Regions from separate parts of the Macaca mulatta genome. Here region 2 is linked to region 1. A link is a contact called in public Hi-C data. All regions are on one chromosome and are shown on one strand. The core of a region is the stretch at or near the end of the contact, and the rest is flanking DNA. Distances in the headings are between cores, read along the strand shown.

Region 1 (5,132 bases), core at 2,598-5,097:
ATGCTTCTGGGGTGAGGAGGGCAGGGAACTGTAGTATTAGGGAGCTGGATGGGCCATCCTCCTGGACACTGCCAGCACTGAGCCGCAGTAGTGGCCCGAGGAATTCACACTGAACATGCAGCTGTTACCTGCCCCAAGTCCCAGAGATGCCATCACTTCCTGTGTCAGGCCTTTGTGGAGCAGGTGTCCCTAATGAAGGCAGTGGGCAAAGACAAATGATTTGGAGATATGGAATTTCCCAAAGACTCCCTTTTTTGGTGGTATAGAAACCAAACCACTTGTTAGCAAGTTAAATATTTCCCATCTTTCTGTTTTCATGCTGACGTAGGTGTTCTTGGACTCATTGACCCTCCTGGTAAATCTCCCAGTCAGGAGAACTCCACCCTTATTGGATCTTGCTCCATTATCCTCCTATGTGTTTTGACTTGCTGTCCTTATCTCCTAATCATCTCAGTGACCCAGGCATTGAAGAATGAAGAGCACCATGATATTGTAAGAGAAGCAGTTTGTTGTAGTAGACAGGATCATGTTTTCCTTCTGCCTGGATTGTTCCCTATTCCCTTCATCATTCAGTTAATTCTTTTTTTTTTTTTTTTTTTTTTTTTTGAGAGGGAGTCTCGCTCTGTCGCCCAGGCTGGAGTGCAGTGGCACGATCTCGGCTCACTGTAAGCTCCGCCTCCTGGGTTCACACCATTCTCCTGCCCCAGCCTCCCGAGTAACTGGGACTACAGGTGTCCGCCACCACGCCCGACTAATTTTTTTGTGTTTTTTAGTAGAGACGGGGTTTCACCGTGTTAGCCAGGATGGTCTTGATCTCCTGACCTCATGATCTGCCCGCCTCGGCCTCCCAAAGTGCTGGGATTACAGGCGTGAGCCACTGCGCCCAACCTCAGTTAATTCTTACTCATCCTTTCCATTTGACTTAAATGTCTCTGTCTGTTCTCCCCAGAGTATTTCAGAGTCCATTCCTGTATTATATACTCTCAAAGCACCTCATTCCCCTTTGTGACTCTTATCACAATTGTAATTAAACATACAAAAATTATTTCATTGCTTAAGGTCTATTTGACTTGATGGCACGTAACCTTTATAAGGATAAGGGCTGTCTGTGTTATCCCTAGCTGCTGGCATGGTGCCTTACATAAAGAATGTGCTCAATAAATATTTGTAGAACAAGTAAGAGATGTATATGGAACTGAGAGTCCATTTCTGTTTTAAGACATGTTTCTACTTAGCTGTGTGATCTTGGACAAGTCACTTCAGCTCTTTGAGCAAAATGCCTTCTTACTCACTTTAACATTGTATGATTTCTGATTTCACGGTCTATCAGCCAAACACCTTAACAACTCTTAACCCCAACAGTGTGTCTGGGCTAACTAAAAGCATTCATCTGGAACTTCTTAAAGTCGCTTGTTCCTAGGGAAACTATTTTTCCTTGTGTTTCAGTAATCTCTTGCTAAGTAAAAAATAATTCCCACATTTAGTGGCTTAAAACAATCATTTGCTCTCTCAAATAAACAAGAAAAAAGTAATAATAAAGATCAGAGTGGAAATCAATAAAATAGAAAAATAAAAACAGAGGAACATGACATAGAGACTGTGCAATGTTTGGGGAAAGAATATTCAAGCCAGAGGTACTGCTAATCCACAGGTCCTACCGCAGGGCATGCCTGACATGTTTTTTAAAATCAGGAAAGAAGGCTGGGCGTGGTGGCTCACGCCTGTAATCCCAGCACTTTGGGAGGCCAAGGTGGGCAGATCACCTGAGGTCAGGAATTTGAGACCAGCCTGGCCAACATGGGGAAACCCTGTCTCTACTAAAAATACAAAAATTAGCTGGTGTGATGGCAGGCGCCTGTAATCCCAACTACTTGCAGGGCTGAGGCAGGAGAATCGGTTGAACCCGGGAGATGGAGGTTGCAGTGAGCTGAGATCGCGCCACTGCGCTCTAGCCTGGGTGACAGAGCAAGACTCCGTCTCAAAAATAAATAAATAAATAAAATAATAAAAAGATAAAATAAATAAAAATCAGGAAAGAGGTCGTGCATGGCTGGAGCACAGCACCCAAAGTATGTTGAGCCCCTGGCCAATGTGAGGACTTTGGCTTTTCCTCTGAGTATGATGGGAAACCCCTGGATGGTTTTAGCAGGGAAGCAATGCAATTTGAAGTAATCAGCCCTCTCCTTCCGTGTCAATTCTAGTTTGTTCTCTTGCCTCTAGTCATGCAAAGTTGTATTTCCCTGGGTTGTGAGACAGAAAAATCTAATTCTATATCATAGATATATCAGAGATAGGCTGTTGCTTTGGGCAGGTTTTTATTTCATGTTTGTAGATTAAGAGTTTGAACTTTCAGTTCCCAGGGAGTTCACACAGATGGGGTGACTGCTTTGTCCTGATTGCAATTGTCATGCTGTATGCCTGCTTTCCTAGAACTGAACTGAGGCTCAGATGGATAGATGGCTCAAGGAAGATAGATTAACAGAGAGAGGGAGGGAGAAAGAATCGATTAAATGGATGGATGGAAGGATGGATGGATGGTTAGATTAACAGACAAATAGATGGATGATGATAGGAGGAAGAGAGAGAGATCGTCCTCTTTGAGGCAGTGTATAAGGAGGACTGGTTGACTTTTTCTTTCTTTGTGAATCACAGAGTTTAGAAGTTGTATGGTTTCATTAATGCTACCTTAATTAATGCCCCCTTAATCATCAAATATATTCTATTTTGACAAAATAGAAACTGAATCCCTTCTTATCTCCCAAAGGCAATGGGAAGGCTAGAGAGAGCTGGCACTGTGCTATTACGAGCAGATGAGAGGCATATTTGCTGAATAATGAGAGTAGCTAACAGTACTGAACTTTGCCCTTTTGGTGTGGGACTCTTTCTTTCCTGAATGTTCAATAATGTCTGGCTCTTTTCCTATGTGTTCTGGTTTTATGCAAACACAAATTACACTCTCGTTGATTTCACTGTAACCCATGAAATTGAAGAAGGAGAAATTTGAGTCCTATAGAAGGCAGTTTCACCAGTCCTGCCTCTTGGATTTATGTGATGGAAACTGAGAACAGCTGTATTTTTCTAACCAATTTCATGGAAAAAAGAAGTGTCCGCAGCAGTAATCAGCACAGGCACATGATAGGAACAGACAGCGATGCTTCTTTAAAATCATACATTCTAGAGCTGGAAGCCATCTGAGAGAGCATCCAGTTCTCCCTCATTATATAAATAAAGGAAGTAACTAAAGCTCAGAGGTACCTGTTCACAACACTTGAGTATATACTAATTATGGAAAGCAACATGGCATCACAGAAATACCACAGGCCTTGTGGAAGTCTGTGTGGGAATCATAGCTCTGCCACTTCCTAGCTGCTGTGGCCTTTGGCCAAATTATATTATCTCTTTGAGCCTTCTCTCATCTGTCCCTACTTCATGGGCTGGTTGTAAGAATTACATGACTTAAAATATAAAGCCCTGACACAAAGTAGATAGTTAATAAATAGTAGTTATGATTAGCTCCATTTTGTTGCCAGTGACAATACAGAATAAAAACCATCTCAGCAAATACTTAGTATAACAATAGGATTTTAAAATGTCAACCAATGGCAAACTTGTTTGAAGTAACTTTCAATATACTGAAATTCAATATAATTCAGGGAAACAAACATATTTATATAAAATATTGTGCTATACACTAGAGTTAGTTCAAAAATAAGAACAAGATCTGGATTCTGCTTTCAAGGAAGTGAGAGTAGACATACACACTGGACTGCCTTTCAGTGAGGGCTGTGGAACTGGCCACTGAGGAGGAGGGGACGTGGGTCTCTGGGTGCACAGAAGAGGTTCTTCCTGGACGAGGAGCTCAGGGAAGTCTTCATGGAGAAAGTGACATTCGAGAGGTTTTTAGAAGGGTCTAGAAAAACAGATTGAGGGACATTCTTGTGGAAGGGGGCCCCTTAATCACAAATACAAAGTATATTTAGATTTAACCAACTCCTCTGTTCAAATGAGCATGGGATATGTGAAGGGCAAAGCTTAAAATAAAAATGATAGCTACCATTTGTGAAATTCACTCATGTATTCACTCTTTTGCTTGTTATACAACTCTGTGAGATAGATTATTATCTCCATTTTGCCGACGAGGAGACTGAGGCATGGGCAGGTTAAATGTGTTGCCTAAAGGCCTCACAGATGGTAAGCAGTACCAAACTTCAACTCAGGTCATCTGACTCCAGAGTCCATGCTCCAGTTTGGACATTAGACAGTGAGCTTGACTTTTTCCGCTAGCTGCTCCAGATCTATACCCTCCTCTTCTCCCTGCCGCTCGGGGCCCCAGGGAGCTGAGCTGTGTGGGCTCTGTCAGCATGCTGCCTTGGCCCTGGTTTCCCGTCATAATAATGGAGGGAAATGGGAGATGGGGCCTCAGGTTTGCCAGGGCTGCATCCCTCTGTTAGAGGACACAGCTTCTGTTGGCCAGCCGCTCCTACAACTACAGGTCTTCCTGTATTGCAAAATTCTTCTGTCTCCTTGTCCTAGGACAGCTAATGCTAGCCTCAGAATGTTTCACCATCTCTTGTTGGTTCCTTTAACCCTGTCCCTGTCTCAGTGAAGATCGGAATTTGGGTGTTATGGGATAATCTTGTGTTCAGCTTTAGTAGATCCTGCCAAGTAGTTTCCCAAAGTGGTTATAACATTTTTTTTTTCGTTCTAGCAGTGTAAGAAAGTTCTAGTTGCTTCCCCCTTTTGCCAACTCTCAGTATTTTCTGTCCTTTTCTTTTTAGCCATTTTAGTGGGTATATAGTAGTATCTCACTTGTGATTTCAGTTTTCATTTCTCTGAGAACTACGGAAGTTGGATACCTTTTCATGTGTTCTTGGCCATTTGAATATCTTTGGTAAAGTATCCAAATCTTTTGCCCTTTTTCTTTCTTTCTTTTTCTTTTCTTTTCTCTTTCTTCTCCCTCTCTCTCTTTTTTTGTTTTTGAGACAGTGTCTCTCTATTGCCCAGGCTGGAGTGCAGTGGAGTGATCACAGCTCACTGTAACTTCAAACTCCTTGGCTCAAGAGATCCTCCCACCTCAGCCTCTGTAGTGGCTGGAACTACAAACACACACCACCACACTTGGCTAATTTTTA
Region 2 (5,105 bases), core at 518-3,017, 64 kb before region 1:
CCTTATTTCCTTTGCCGTTAGTTTCATTACTTTGATTTTTTTGTTTATTATTTTTTAAATTGACAACTAAAAATTGCACTCCGGCCTGGGTGACAAAGTGAGACTCTGTGTCAAAAAAAAAAGCAATTTATTGTCTACAGTTAATTTACTTTACTGTTAGTGAGTGAGCCAGAATAGCCAGTATATATACTGTAAGTATATATACTTACAGTGTACCACATGATGTTTTGATGTCAGTATACATTGTAAAATGGCTAATCAAGGAACTAACCTATTACCTCACATATTAATTTTTTTGTGGTGAGAGCACTTAAAATCTAATCTTAGCAATTTCCAAATATACAATACATTGTTATAAATATAGTCATCATGCTGTACAATAGATCTCTTGAGCTTGTGCCTCCTGTCTAACTGAAATTTTGTATAGCTGTGTTACTTTTAATATTAAATGTGGATTCTGTAAAATCCCAGTTTTTACAAAATGTGTTAGGAGTAACATAATAAGAGCCTCAAAAAATAATTTTTCAGAAAAAAAGCTGTTTATTTACCTAGGAATTTTATTTAAAATACATATGTTCTTTGAAATGAAAGAAAAGTTAATGTTTCTCCATTTATTCTAATTTACAAATTAAGCTGTAAAAGAAAGCCACAATAGAAATTGCATAAATTACCTGTAAGAATCAGCCAATTTTTACCACATACTTTCATTTGGTACACCTTAGGTTTCCTCATGTTTCCACTCACATACTACCATTACATGAGGTTTTACTTTTTTTTTTTTTTTTTTGTCTTTGAGCCCTTCAAGTGAAGTTACCATTGAAAATCAAACAACACCTCTCCAGTGTTATAAATTAAATACCATGTAATTTAATATCATACACCTGCTTTTCTGTATCAGCCTTTCATTAATTGTAAGTACAAACACCAAAATAATTGTTATCAAGCCCCACAGTAGTTTTTAACTTCAGTTTTCAACTGAATTCTCATTATCCCATACTTTTAAACAGAAAAAAGTTTTAGTACATATATTCCCTGGAAGTAATTCTAATCTGCTCCAATAACTAAATAGCTGAGGCTTCTGGGTTAGATATGGTTATCTTCTACTGTTCAAAGTGTTAATACAAAATATGAATGTTAAATTTTATATAACATTATTACAAAATTACATTGATAACATGAAATCAGAACAACATTCCTTCCCGAGTACCTAGTACTTACCCACAAGGCATTGTAGATTTCTTTTCATTTAAAGAGTGGATAATAATCTTGGAGTAGATAACAATGAAAACCTAGAAAAAAGAAAACCTGCGTCCTGTTTTTATTGAGTCAAACAAGCAGAAATTTGATTGGAAAGTCCCATTTCGTATATTACACTTGGTAGTATTTTCTTCTAATGAAAAAATAAAGCCCTTGTGCCACCACCTTGACATGTACTTAAATGTTTACCCAAATCACTTAGGCATTGCTTCTCAAACTTGGCTGCACAGCAGAATTGCCTGGAGGGTTTTTAAACACGCAAATGCCTGTGTCTCACTCCCTGAAATTCTCCTTTAATTGGTACAAGGCAGGGCTATTCTAGGAACTATTTTCTATCCCTTGGTAATTAGCCATCTGTATAGTATTTTTAACTTTCTACGTGTTATCAACTGTAAGACTGTTTGGATTGTCAGGTCTTTGTGGTGAGCTGAATTCTGCATGGCAGTGCTTAGTGTGCAGAAAGGTTGCAGTGCCTCACTTTGCCTTAATCCATGTTCCTCTAACTTCCTTACTCTTTCTCTCAGAGGAGGCAAGTGGCTGTGGCGGCAACAGCGGTGGCTGATCGTCACTGAAAATACCAAAGAAAAGAACTGAGCTGCCACCTTCATATTTTTTCCATTAAGGACTAATTTACCGTGCTTTTTCATTTTCTCTACATCCTGCAAAAGGTTTTTTTTTTCTCTCCTAAGAAACAAACTATGAACTTATTGTTGAAAAAAAGAAGTAAGTTTTAGCACAGCTTCTCTGTCTCTTTGGGACAAGTTAGAAAATTCTGAAGTGATCCGAAGCATAGTAAGTGCTTTCTTTCTTTTTAAGCTACTTCTGGGGAGGGAGGAGGCTATTGTAATGGTAAATTTCACTCCGAGAGGAAGAAAGGGTTGATAATCAATCAAAAATGAGGTATTCCTTTGAGTATTTGTTATTTTCTTACTATATTGTAAGATGCTTTTAATTTTCTCTGTAAAATAGGCAGAAATGGTTTTAGTGTGTGTATGTGTGAAATAAAAGCTCAAAAAAGCAATCTTCACAGTGCCACTGAAGGAAGTTTTTACGAACGGAGTAGAGATGTATACCACTTGGGGGCTTCAGTGAAAACCCAGAATTCCTGAAGGAAGATTTACATTCAGAAATATTGAAGTGAAAATTCCTTCTGGTTCAGCATCTTGGAGTTCAGCTTGGAAGAACATTTTATGTATGGAAGAATTTGCTTCTCCAAACCTCTCTTTTGGCCATTGTGTATCCTGAAGGATGGGACAATTTGTGCTGTAGAAGCACTGCTTGCCTGAATTTGCTTCAGGCATTTTAAATTTAACTTGAGGGATCATGTGTTGGCATGATGAGGACCACTGAAAACTTCCACAAGCCTAGTGCCACATTAAACTCTAACACGACCCCCAGGGGAAGGTACATTTATCTGGAGGCATTCCTGGAGGGAGGAGCTCCCTGGGGTTTTACTCTGAAAGGTGGCCTGGAGCACGGAGAACCATTAATCATCTCTAAGGTATGTTTCTTTTTCCAATATTCCTTTTATTCAAATTGTTGTTTTCAACTTGTCAGATTTGTCAAAAATGCAAAATAATGATAACTGCCTTAATATAACTTAATTTGCTGTTTCATGCCTTTCTGATTATCTGGAAATATTTTAGATAGCCTGGTATTTGAAAGAAAAATGTGTCTAGCTCATTTATTCTGTGAAATCCCAAGAAAAATGTGCCTATTTGATGGATAATCTTCTCTTTTGTGAATGAAATCGCATACAATCAGTTACCACATGAGCTTTTCAGTTATAAATCAGATTAAAGATTAATAACATGGTTAAGATGGTGGCATGGTATATATTTGTGCATACAAAAATATCTGCTTTTTCTTTCTTTAACTGAAAACAGCATCTAAAAATATTTTAAATTTGCTTATAATTCTGGATAATAGATTGCGTAAATACCATGTGTTGCTTTTTTTCCCCACACTCAGAAAGGAGAATTAAATCAGCTTTCAGTATAACTCAAGATCAAAACATTTCTACCTCTCTTATTTATCTGTATATTTGAATCCCTTTTTAAACCTTAGTCATCTTGCAGCATATCTCAATTCTTCATTTATCTTTTGGTGTGGGTAGTCATACCAATGAAATTTTTATGTACTAGGGTTAATATTTTTATTTTTCTCTTAAACTACAGATTAACATTACTTGTTATAATACTGCTTTTACATTTTTAGAATATTTAATAGTCTGATACAACAGATTATAATGGCTTTTCACACATGTGCATTCATCAAGAAACATTTGTAATTAAGGGAGAAAAAATTTCTAGTTTGAGGGTGAGAAGAAGGTAATATGGATTGCATTTGAGCTCTGTTATCGGTTCAGGTTATTTTTCATATCCCCAGAAATAATTCCAAAAGGTAATTTTTCAAATTACTGAAGTAATTCTTACTGTGGATGAGCCAGGGAGAACTGAGTTTCACAGAGGTAAGCCACGAGTGCACAGGACACCATTGTAAGTTGTATGACTTTTCCTTAACTTTCTTAAGTAAAATGAAAGGATGTGCATAAGTGTGTGTCAGTTAGGAAGCCCTCCCTCTGTGAAAAAATTCAAAACCAAGTTTATAGAGGCTCTCGGTAAATTGGGGTTTGTTTTTCTCATATTACAAGAAGTTTGGAGGTAGATTTTACAGGCAAGGAGAGCAGCAGCTCAATAATGTGATCAGGGACCCCGCTTACCTCTCCACTCTGCCATTCTTATGATGTTGGCTTTGTCTTCATGGTTGCGTGATGGATCCCACGACTCCAGCATTGCCTCTTCATTCCAGACAGGTTTTTGGCTTTTTGTTTCTCATTAGACCTTTGCTTACATCTCATTAACCAGAACTGTACCCTATGCCTATCTTTAGGCCAATCACTGGCAAAAAATGCCAGTGATTAATACAGACTGATTAGGATTTCTTTCACAGGTTCTGCAATAAGGACTTACTCTTCCTGAAGTCAAGGAATCGTTGGCCACTGTTTGAATGATTTGAGGTTCTTTTTGCGTAAGAAAGAGGGCATGGTTGCTGCATAACAACTGAGAATTCTGCAATGAACATAAATATTGTCTCGGCATTTAAAAAGTCTAGTTGTACACAATTTGGCCCTTAATGATGAAATATTCTGTATCTATACACTACAGTATTTGACAGTTTGCTGTCAGAAAGGTCTAATCCTGCCACGAATGAGCCAGCTTCTCTAAGCCTCCATTTTACCTGCAGAATGGAGCTATTCTACTATCTACTTTAATGGGTTGTGTTTAAATACAACCATGCATTTAGCTTAGTGCCTGGTATGTAGAAGGAGCTCAAAAAAAATCTTAGCAAAGATTATGATTATTGCTTTTCATTATTCTAGCAGACATGTGTAGTAGGAGATGAGTCTGGCTGCTGTAAAGAGATCCAAAATAACAAAAATGTAGTAATTTATATCTCTAACGTAATAATCTGAGCATAAGCCAAACCAAAAGATGACTCTATGGTGTCAGGGAGCCAAGTTTATTCTATTTTCTTACTTCCATCCTGGAGTGATATCTCATCTGCATCATCCAAGTGACTTGCCACCACATCTGCTTTCCAGTCAGTAAGAAGCAGGGAAGAGGGAAAAGAGAAGGCAATCTCCTTTCTTTCAAGGATCCAATCTGGTCCAATGTGCTCTGTCCACTATGGTAGCCCACAGTCACATGTGACTATTTCTATTTCCATTAAAGGTAACTAAAATGAGGTAAAACATTTTCAACTCTGTTTAAATGTTCCTCATTTGCACTTGTTGCATTCCAAGAGTTGCATTGTTCCGAAGCTCTTGAACATCTTCCCCCATGTTG

What was found. A called contact is a pair of places that touch in the nucleus more often than the background predicts.
Region 2: a contact with region 1 is called in a Hi-C map of cortical neurons, with 9 times the contacts expected there. The contact joins the promoter of SHROOM3 here to the enhancer-like site in region 1. A contact is called at or near these places in 7 of 14 Hi-C or Micro-C datasets (blood, cortical neurons, fetal cortex germinal zone and 4 more).

What each region holds. Positions count from the first base shown.
Region 1 is chr5:57,315,981-57,321,112 of T2T-MMU8v2.0, reverse strand. The region is part of intron 1 of SHROOM3 (shroom family member 3); the gene reads left to right. Among named protein-coding and RNA genes, the nearest start is that of SHROOM3, 63 kb to the left of the region's middle. Within about 2 kb of position 3,847, at least 4 of the 40 cell types and tissues checked have an H3K27ac peak or open chromatin away from gene starts, as enhancers often do.
Region 2 is chr5:57,378,398-57,383,502 of T2T-MMU8v2.0, reverse strand. It overlaps SHROOM3 (shroom family member 3), which reads left to right and starts at 1,767. Exons shown (of 11, transcript XM_078003460.1): 1 at 1,767-2,758. The coding sequence starts at 2,591.